2 separate regions of the Zea mays genome follow, and region 2 is linked to region 1. A link is a contact called in public Hi-C data. All regions are on one chromosome and are shown on one strand. The core of a region is the stretch at or near the end of the contact, and the rest is flanking DNA. Distances in the headings are between cores, read along the strand shown.

Evidence for each region. A called contact is a pair of places that touch in the nucleus more often than the background predicts.
Region 2: a contact with region 1 is called in a Hi-C map of leaf, with 7 times the contacts expected there. The contact joins the enhancer-like site here to the promoter of LOC103635349 in region 1. A contact is called at or near these places in 4 of 25 Hi-C or Micro-C datasets (leaf and tassel).

The regions. Positions count from the first base shown.
Region 1 is chr8:73,511,237-73,516,656 of Zm-B73-REFERENCE-NAM-5.0, forward strand. It overlaps LOC103635349 (protein SUPPRESSOR OF PHYA-105 1), which reads right to left and starts at 2,221. Exons shown (of 7, transcript XM_008657827.3): 1 at 167-2,221. The coding sequence starts at 1,810.
Region 2 is chr8:73,596,479-73,601,898 of Zm-B73-REFERENCE-NAM-5.0, forward strand. No RefSeq gene overlaps it. Among protein-coding and RNA genes, the nearest start is that of LOC103635352, 3.0 kb to the right of the region's middle. Within about 2 kb of position 2,188, at least 18 of the 20 cell types and tissues checked have an H3K27ac peak or open chromatin away from gene starts, as enhancers often do. A contact at or near this core is called in leaf and tassel, where this site is marked.

The sequences.
Region 1 (5,420 bases), core at 971-3,470:
CCAACAGCTCAGAGATTTTAGGTAAACCACTTGAATTTGCTAGTAAATGATAGTAATATACCACCCCGCAAAACTACAAATTGCAATTGCACAATGTCACATCACTTCTACAAAATCCAATTATGGATACTGCTGCAAAAAAATGGCACTTAAGTACTGGATATACCTCAAATAGAAGAACCCCAAGGCTATAGATGTTTGATGGGGGTGTGCCTTTAAATTGACTGAGCTCCTCTGGGCTTTTGTACCAGCTTTCCTCAATATTCCTCAATTCAAATGCTGGTTGTTGGGTTCCAGAACTAGATACATGCTGAGCACTGGACATATTGCTGCCATATGATTCGACGAACTTAAAATGTTCTCTGGTAGTGTAACTAAAATTTTCTTGCCTTGAAATACCTGGATCGTTATCTTCAATTTGATTGTCGCGTATTTTGTCAGTCAAAAATGTATTTGCCAGCCGCCTGACAGCAACTAAGCCTTGCTCACCAACCTTTTGATGCTTCAGCATCAAATTTCCATGGCCATTAGAGTCTTGGTAATCAATTCTATGGCCAAAAGCTCTTTTTCTACTCACAAGATCTTCTCTAGCAAACTCTTGTTTGATTGATGTTGGCAAATCTTGTGTGGTATAAGAACCGATATATTTAACTTGATTTGAAGATAGGATCGTAAAATATGATGGTCGCAAATGTTGTAAAGTAAAACCCTGTGCATGACAGTTATCCACAAGATCAAGGATCTGCTTAAACAAATGCAATTTCTCAAACTTGGACATCGTTTGCCGCCCAGGCTTAATCAGTTCCCTCAGGCTAGTTCCCTCAGAGTGGGATTTTGAAACATCTCCACTAGTACTGAAAAGCATGTCCACTCTGGCCACAGAATCATGAATTGAGGTAGGAATTGTCGGGATCTTGTCCAGAGGGTCTCTGGGTCTTGCATTAGCTTGCACTCGGATCTCCTCCCGTGCACGTTGGTATGCAACCCCTTTACCTTTTGATTTGCTTTTAAGCGGTGACCCTAGAACCCCAGATGGGGGTGCCACAGTCTTACTTCTCATCTGATCAAGAATCCTATTCGAGAAGCTGCTTACTTTAAGAGCGTTGTCCTGATTAGACCAAGGGGACAAGAGAATCTGCTGGCTGTGAAATGGCGTCTTGAACTCATTATTCACATATCCGACACGACTCGTAGGTGCCTCATTGCCAGACACATCGTTGTTCCTTGAGATGATATTGTTGGCAAGGCTCGTCGCCAGATTTTCCCTGCTAGAAGCATCACCAGCCCTCGAGCTTGCAATGTCGCCATAGCTCAGTGCGGCGTTTTCCCTGCTGGCCAAATAGCTGGTTCTCCGGGCCATCCGTGTGAAGTTACCCCACAGGCCCTTAATAACAGCAGGCCTATCCCCACCGCTCGTGCTCCCACCAGCAGAGGCTTCGGGCTGGGCAGCATCAGCGCTAATGCAGTTCTTCAATGTGAGCTCCTCCACCCTCTCTTCCGCGCCGTGGTCCACGCCGCGCTGCGTCACGCTGTCCGGCCTGGACTCGGAGTTGGACAGGCCGACGCTGGCGAGGCCCCTCGCGCCGTCCGAGCTGCCCGCGAACCCGCCCGGCGAGGTGAAGAAGGAGAAGTGCTCGGACCAGTCCATGTCCCGCGGAAGCGGCGTGGCCGGCATCTCCAGCGCCTCGCTGCCGGACGGCAGCGGCGGCGGCTGCTGCGCCGCCGCCGCGGGCTGCCCACTCTCCTTGGCGCCCTTGATCTGCACATCCTCGCCGCCGCCGCCCACCTCCGCCGCCGCCGCCCCTTCCATCGCACCAAACCTACCCTGCGCAAACCGCGCGGCGCCCGCGCAATAAGGTCACGGCGCACGGGCCCAGTCGCGCAAAAGCCGAAAACCAGCCCAGGACCGATTCAGTTCAGCGGCGGGGAGTCATGCGCTCGTACCTCGCGGCGGGCGCGCGCGCGCGGGCGCAGCAGGCCAGCAGAAGCGAGCCGCCCGCGCGGCGCATCCTCGCGCGCAGCGCCGCCACGAGCCCCCCCTCCCGCGACCGATTGGCTGCGGTTCCGGGGCGCGGGTCAGGATGATTCGCCCGATCCAAAGGGCGACACTCGCCGCGGCGAGCAGCGGCACGGGAATTTCCCGAAACGGAAAGTCGACTAGGCTCTCTCTCTCTCTCTCTCTCTCTCTCTCTCTCTCTCTCTCTCTCTCTCTCTCTCTCTCTCTCTCTCTCTCTCTCTCTCTCTCTCTCTCTCTCTCTCTCTCTCTCTCTCTCTCTCTCTCTCTCTCTCTCTCTCTCTCTCTCTCTCTCTCTCTCTCTCTCTCTCTCTCTCTCTCTCTCTCTCTCTCTCTCTCTCTCTCTCTCTCTCTCTCTCTCTCTCTCTCTCTCTCTCTCTCTCTCTCTCTCTCTCTCTCTCTCTCTCTCTCTCTCTCTCTCTCTCTCTCTCTCTCTCTCTCTCTCTCTCTCTCTCTCTCTCTCTCTCTCTCTCTCTCTCTCTCTCTCTCTCTCTCTCTCTCTCTCTCTCTCTCTCTCTCTCTCTCTCTCTCTCTCTCTCTCTCTCTCTCTCTCTCTCTCTCTCTCTCTCTCTCTCTCTCTCTCTCTCTCTCTCTCTCTCTCTCTCTCTCTCTCTCTCTCTCTCTCTCTCTCTCTCTCTCTCTCTCTCTCTCTCTCTCTCTCTCTCTCTCTCTCTCTCTCTCTCTCTCTCTCTCTCTCTCTCTCTCTCTCTCTCTCTCTCTCTCTCTCTCTCTCTCTCTCTCTCTCTCTCTCTCTCTCTCTCTCTCTCTCTCTCTCTCTCTCTCTCTCTCTCTCTCTCTCTCTCTCTCCGTCCGACCCGCCTCTGCGCTACCCCTTGCGAGTTGCGACTTGCGGGCGAGCGTGGCGTGCTGGATGGAAGGGAAGGGAGGGAAGCGGTGGAAGGAAGGGCGAGGAGGAAGTCGAGTAGTCGGCTCGGCAGTCGCTCATGGGTGGGGAAACGAGCTCTGCTTTTTGCTTTCTTTCGCGCGTGGCAGCCTGTTGCAACCCTGGCCGCTTGTTTCGGCCAGGAATCCTGTAGCTCGGTGCGGGTTCTGTGTCTGTGGTGCCGGGGCAACCAGCCACCACCCACTCGTGGAAAGGCAATATATAATCCGTTTAACTTTTTAAAATTAAGTTTGATACGAAAATTAAAAATTGAAAGCTATATTTAAAATATATAGTAGGCTAGACGATATCACTAACAAAATTAATAATAGTACTAAAATGGAAATTTCAAAATCATACTTAAAGTATATCATATGTTTCGGCCAGGAATCCTGTAGCTCGGTGCGGGTTCTGTGTCTGTGGTGCCGGGGCAACCAGCCACCACCCACTCGTGGAAAGGCAATATATAATCTGTTTAACTTTTTAAAATTAAGTTTGATACGAAAATTAAAAATTGAAAGCTATATTTAAAATATATAGTAGGCTAGACGATATCACTAACAAAATTAATAATAGTACTAAAATGGAAATTTCAAAATCATACTTAAAGTATATCATATGTTGAACGATAAACGTGAATATCATCATAGCCTTTTAGTCCAAATAAGTTGTGGTAGACTAGAATTAAAACACAACAAGATATCACTAAAATGAGAAAGAGAGAAAGGCGAGAGGAAAAGTTTTGAGAGCACTAAAAGAAAAATAGCCTAATTATGGTTCGGATACGTGGATAACTTCTTTCCAATTATTTCTAACCAAACACTGTTGTAATATTAGAGAAACAAGTGACATGCTTCCTTTATATTTAAATAAATTAAATATTCTAATTCCGAATAAAACAAGCATATAACTCGGATAAATGCCATATGTAATTATTGCAGCAATGAATAGTAGCAATTCTAGAACATGTAAACATGTAAAATAGCTGCTCATGTCCATTTCATAATTAAACATGGCTTGCAGATGAAGAAGGCAGATTAAACAAATAAACATGATTGTTTATCTTAAAATATTGCTCTCAAAATAGCTGGTTGCTGTAATAAACAGCCCTCCAACGCTAAAAGGTGAAAAGAGATCCTCGACTAACGTGACAGTCCTATCTTACCAAATCAGGGTTTTAGATCTGATGTAATAAGCCTAATAATCAAGTATAAATGCTGATAGTAAGGAGCTGTGTACTAAATAAAATAACTGAATTTAACATAGGTTAACAGCCTCAACAAAGAGAGATTTAATTAGGCACAAATAATATCAATGCTGAAAATGATAATACACTAAAACCCAGACTCTCACGTTGTCAAACTACACCGCTATCATCATCGAGCACACAAATCCGTCCACAACAGTGCAATCACACCCAAGTATTTAATACTAGCAGATTGCACAAAATTAAACAGTAAAAAAAGTGAGACAACGAACAACTCACAGCACGTAGATTGTCTACGTGGGAAGACCAGCTCAGCGAACACAAGGTTCTGTCCCAGAAAACCAATTTCGGCGCCCACGTCCGGACCTGCACGGCGGGAGGTTGATGGAGATACTAGAGCCGCTGCCGGAGCCGAGGGAGACTGTCACACCCGGTTCCAGGGGGTAGAACCGAGCGCATACCATATGTGTGCCAGGATCCATTTCCACACATATGTTGACGTCACAAGTGTAATATATCAAAAGACAATGCAATAAAGGCGTAAAGAGAGTATAATACTTTATTACATCATCTGAAATACTGTATCTTGAACAAGTATCACATCAAAGTAAAGCGGAAATAAACAACTGGGCAATCTTCCACAGGAAGTTGACCGGCGCATCGTTAGACTTAGAATTCCTCGTCGATAAATTCTCCATCAAAGTCTCCAGCATCACCCTCTGATCAAAATATTAGCAAGGGTGAGCTCACTTATGGTCGGGGCTCAGCAAGTGGGGGAAAAATTAATGCAGGTATAACAAGGTGAGGCTAAGGTTGAGCAGTAAGCATTTTAGTTGGTCAACATTTTATTATCAACACATGTCTTACTAATAAGAGTGAATCCCAAATATCCAAATTAAACAAAGGAATATGAATATAACAAAAACACCTAAGTGGAACCACTTAAGCAAATTATTGGCAGATCATCGGATCTCAATTTATGTCCATCTTTAAGTTCAATTATCATGTGAGGAGTCCAGGTCGCTCATAACCGGGAGCACGGCTGATATATCAGTTTTACACTCTGCAGAGGTGGTACAACTTTACCCACAAGCCATGTATCCCATCTAGCCCGGGTTGATCGGACCCTTAGACACTGCCGAGGTGAATGGCTAGGGATCCATTATGAGGTTTTCACAAAATACACTTAATACGAAGCAACCCGCTAAGGTTTCTAAGACGATGGTGGTGGCCCCCTGGGTGAAGTACCTTAGCCAAGAATACGACCTCATGTTAACGTGGGCTGCCAGCACCTACCGCTCCCCCTCTTGCCCATC
Region 2 (5,420 bases), core at 938-3,437, 85 kb after region 1:
AGGATATAACGATCTTCGGACGAAGGTCATAAAGGACATACCTTCATCATCACAGTTTACATTGATGAAAGAAGAAGCATGTGAAACATGAGAAATAACATGAATAATCATATAATATCATTTATATGTCCTTTTTATATAGTCATGAATGAATAAGAGCAATATTGAATTTACATTTATACCTTCGGCTTGGCAGAAGGCAAAGATTCGGGCGTGACGCACGAGCGAATACAAGTCAGCGTGAACAGTATGGGGTACTGTTCACCTATTTATAGGTACAGGACGCAGCCTGTGTGAAATTACATTCATGCCCATGGCATTCACTATTAACTCAAGAACAATTTGTCGAGGACCAGATAGCCTTTTCCCCTTTAGGTCGGTTACATTATCCATCGCAAAGCCGAAGCATCTTTACGAGTAGCTTCGGAACTGGTTTGACCTTCTCCCAGACTGTGCTTTCCTCATTGCGCACAGTTCCATACCAAGTCCGAAGGTCCCTGTAATAGCATATTATACTTGGAAAGCATGTTAGTCATATTTTTGAGGACCTTCGGAAGACGAAGGCCCCCAACATATACTTATATTTAGTAACTGCTAAGTTTTTTTGGCCAACTTATTAAAAGCAATGCTCAGCTTTAACCATTATTTGTTGACCAGCCTTACACTTCACATGAGCCCTCACTTTTGGTGAGCTCATGCACATTATTCCTCACACTTGTTGAGCGATGAACTTTTGTGAGCTCATCCTTGCGATATATAAACCCCTCACAGGTGAAGAGCAGGTGGCCCACGAGGAGGACTACTATGAGGAGTTTGATCAAGTCTAGGTGGCGTCTCCCAGTCAGCTTAATGGCGCCAAGGAAATAATATTAGTTCGCTTAATTGTTATCGCTTAATTTTGTAAAACACTTCCGCTATGTAATAATATTTGTGACATTTATCTCTATACACTTGGTCGTTATATGTGTTGTTCTTCTTTGGTGCACATATGAGACGCATCCGGGTTTACCCCTTAAATCTGGGTGTGACATGAATAAGCTTTTCTTCAATTGGCGCTACTCCTAGCCGATCGCGTATGTCATCGTTTCTCACTCGATCCAATCTTGTGTGCCCACATATCCAACGCAACATACGCATCTCTGCGACACTTAGTTGTTTGATATGTCGTCTCTTAGTAGGCCAACACTTAGCCCCATATAACATTGCAGGCCTAATCGTTGTCCTGTAGAACTTGCCTTTCAACTTCCATGACACTCTCTTGTCGCATAGGACTCTCGATGCTCGACGCAGTTTCATCCACCCCGCTTTTGATTCTATGACTAACATCTTCATCAATATCACCATCTCTCTGTAGTATTGATCCCAAATAACAGAAGGGTGTCCTTCTTTGGTACTACCTGGCCTCCCAAACTTACATCTCCCATCCTCGCTAATTATAGTATCAAAGTCACATCTCATATACTCGGTTTTTGGTCTGCTAATTCTGAATCATTTTTGACTCTAGGGTCTGACGCCATAACTCTAACTTTCTATTTACTTCTTCCCGCCTTTCATCTGCTATAACTACATCGTCAGCGAAAAAAGCATACACACCAAGGAATATCTTCTTGTATATCACTCGTGACCTCATCTATCACTAAGGCAAATAGATAAGGGTTCAAACGATACCACTGTAAAAACTAATAGTAATTACGGATTTTTGAATAAGACGAACCGATCAAACTTGATAATAGAAGTCGAACAAATTATAAATTGAGATACGGAGAGAGACCTACAGTTCTACTGTTAGTAAATTTCTACGGCACAACGGTTGTTGGGTTCTACTGAACTAAAGTATAAGTACACGGAGCTATTTAAGACTCATAATTAATATTCAATTTGATACAGACTCAACTTTTTCAAGGGACCAAACACCCCATCAAAGAGCCAGACATTGGTGACATTTTTGTTTGTATGACTGGTGACAAGATCGGTATATAGGTGATGCATCTTACGGTACCGCATAATAGTGGTGTCGGCGACACATGCTCTCTCTCTCTCTCACGTGGATGAAGATCGATGGCGAGGAGCGAAGCTGAGTGCGGAGTGCCGTCGCTTGTCTTGGCCTCGGCTCGCACGCGTATACGTGGTGAGGTGAGGCCGCGACGTGGGGCGCTGCCCGCCACCACCCCCGGCCTTAAACTATTCCCACCGCGCCGCGCGATCTCGGCTCGGCGCCCGGTCCATACCAAACCAAAAAAATCGTGAGGTCAGGACAGGAGCCCCCGCCCATCTTCTCGTTCGTACTCCCACGGTCGTCCAGTCCGTCCGTCCAGCCAGCCAGCCAGCCAGCCGTCCTCTGTCTTTCCGCGCCGCAGCACCGGTGCAACAAGCGATGGGGGGAAAGTGACACTGGTATAGTATACGTGTACTCCGTACGTGCCGTGCACCCGCGTGCCTTCGTTTTCTCTCTTTTCCTTTTCTGGGTGAGATGAGAGGCCAACGAACGTACGTGACAGCACGCCTGGGCACGGCAGTAGAGTATGGGGCTCGTTTCCCATTTCTGGAAAGATAACATATACTACGACTGATATCTGAAGGCGACGTCGTTGTGCTTGTAACATATGTTCCTGCTCGCCAGAGAAGGCTCGTTTCGCGTCGGTCCAAACAAAAAATCTTGAATCGTTACGTTTTATGCTTGTAGTAAATTGCAATATCCCCCACCCCTCTTGAGCGGAAGGAACACTAGGTTTAATTTTCTATCTGCTGGGCTATGAAAGTTTTTTTTCTGATAACATTTTGTTTCAAAGTGTAAAAGAAAGTATTCACAAAAATGTTGTGATCTAGACAAAACCGTTGCTTTGAGTTGTGTTTATATAATATCCCTACTACTATTAGGAACATAAGGTGGGCGCAGGGCGACACCATGGCCCCACGCGCCCCCGCTTGCACCCGTGCCCCGTGCGACCCCGCCGCACACCTCTATAGCTCCCGTTGTGCGCCGCAAGAACCGCGCATGCAGATCTCCGCGCCCTCCATTACCGCGATTGCAGATCTCCCCGCCAGAAATCTTTCCCCACATCCCCACCCACCCCACCAGCCCTCCTCATCTCCTCTCGTCGTGCCCTGTCCGCCCATGTCCTCATCGCCCAGCTCCACGTCCGCTTTGCATCGTCATCACCACTCTCCGCACCCACCCCCTCGCAATGGTATCTGGCCGGCCTCGAAGTCAGGGGTGATGATGTTGTCCCACGCAAATTATCCTGCAGCTAGGCGTGGTGGCCGCCGCGGAGTCCACGACACCGAGGTAGAGCCCCCCTCCCTCCCTGATGGCATGAGCACTGCTCTCTCCGCCCGATGGCAGGCACAGATGAGGCTAGGGATGGGCCATCCGTTGCCATCGCAACGACGCTGAGGATAATGGAGGGTCTGCATGAACCTAGGCTGAGGCCGATGGAGGGTCGTGTTCCCGGTCCCTGGTGCTTACGTCCTTCCTCGCTGGTGAACCGCGGTATGTGCTGATCGATCTGCGTGTGGTGCGCGCTGGTCAACGCGATGCGAAGCTCGCAGGAGAAGAACACGTAAGGATCTAGAACCTTGTTAGGAAGGAGGTGCGCCTTTTTGCTCTTGGTTCATTTCTTCTCTCCCTTCGTGTTGCTTCTTATGTTCCTCAGATCTTGTGCCCATCTCGATTTTGGTGACTCAATTGGCAAGTTGGGTTGGACACGTGAGTCTGGAACTATGTTGCAGGCTAAAAAAGATGCCTCTAACTATGTTGCAGGCTAAAAAAGATGCCTCTAAAGAAGCTAAAAGAAGAGGAGGGCTAGAGAAGAGGTTAATTAACATGGAAGTAGATGATTACGTCCAAGACACCAGACCTAGGGATGACGCATAGTAACAAATTGATTCTTGTTGTTGTCCCCTTCTTTTTTCCTGTGTTGTTGTTTGTGTCATATATATACATACATATGTATTAATATGTTTTATGTTTGGAGGATAGGACGACGAGAGTTTGTTTGCAACCGATCTGAAGGTTAGAGCGAGCGGCATGTGATGCGGGTATGTACATCGTTGTTCCAAAATTCATGTGTTTGATGCCGGATTGCGTGTAGCTAGCTGTTCATAGTAGGGATTAGCGTTGAAAAAATTGGGGGAAAGCAAAGTACACTTGTGACCTCAAGTTCAATTGAATAAATATGGCACATCAGTTAGACTGTTTGCTTATCTTAGAAAATTGATTTTTGTTCTTTTTACTACTAAAGCCTTACTTCTCTCTTCTGTGATTAAAGTGGTGACCAACTTGGAAGGGCAGTTCATATGTCAAGTTGGGAGTTCTGAGAAAGGATTGTTGAATGGCCAATTTGATGCTGCCCTATTTGACCACCCTCAGGGGAAGAAACAACTCTTATTTCCATGCAATAGATATCGCTCTTACATAAACATGCTATGAGCTCTTAACGTTTGAGATAACTTGGCAATAGTAGTCATCCATATGCAATTGCTGCTAAATTGAATGAGTATTATGTGTTGTCATGTCCTGAGTCTGCATGCTCTGAAGTTATGAACTGATGTTCTTTTTATTATGCCTATCTTTCTTGAGACAAAATTATTTAAATCTTCATGATCTGAACTTTCTCTTGTCATGCATGTAAAGTCATACAACTATTCCTTGCCACCTATTATAGGGTCTTGCTTACAATTCCAAAAGGAATATCTTGTATGTTGCAGATACGAAGAACCATGCGTCGCGATAACTACCTCCATTGAGTTCAATTGGATCATTCGGTTTCTATTAACTTCTAAAATGACTTAGAAATGGCTTGTGCTGTTGTCCAGTTTGATTCACTACTCATTTAAGCAATTGGTAGTTATATTCAAACTTGTTTTCCTCGTCACTTGTGCCTTCCACAATTTTCTTTATCACTTGTGCCTCGTCACTTGAACTAATGACATGAATGAACACTATCCTACAGTAAGAATAATATTTGTGAAATGAACTTCCAATCTTTAGGACAGTTCCAAATTTTGCATTTGGCCAATTATTTAAGTTAGTTTGCCTTTTCATTTTATTCAGTGCTATTGTGTGTCTGTATTGTTTTCTTATACACTCTTCTCCTTGCGTTGATGCACAGCTCTCTGGATATTCGAGAAAAAAATGCCATTAAAATTTCTGGACAATCCTATTATTTAGTTAAAAATGCCATTACAATCATCTGAATGTAATATGTGGAGTTAGAATTACCGTTTTATTTTCCCTTTCCCATACACCAATGTCTAATTTTTTTGTTATGTTCATGCTAGCTATTATCATCTTTGGTTATTTTCTTTTAAATTATTCTACTCGATAGATGGATGTAACCAACCTATTGCTATTTTGACTAATTATATGCTTGTATGGTTTCAGTAGGAAGGGAGAAGAACCTCAAGTTCATTGTGCAGGT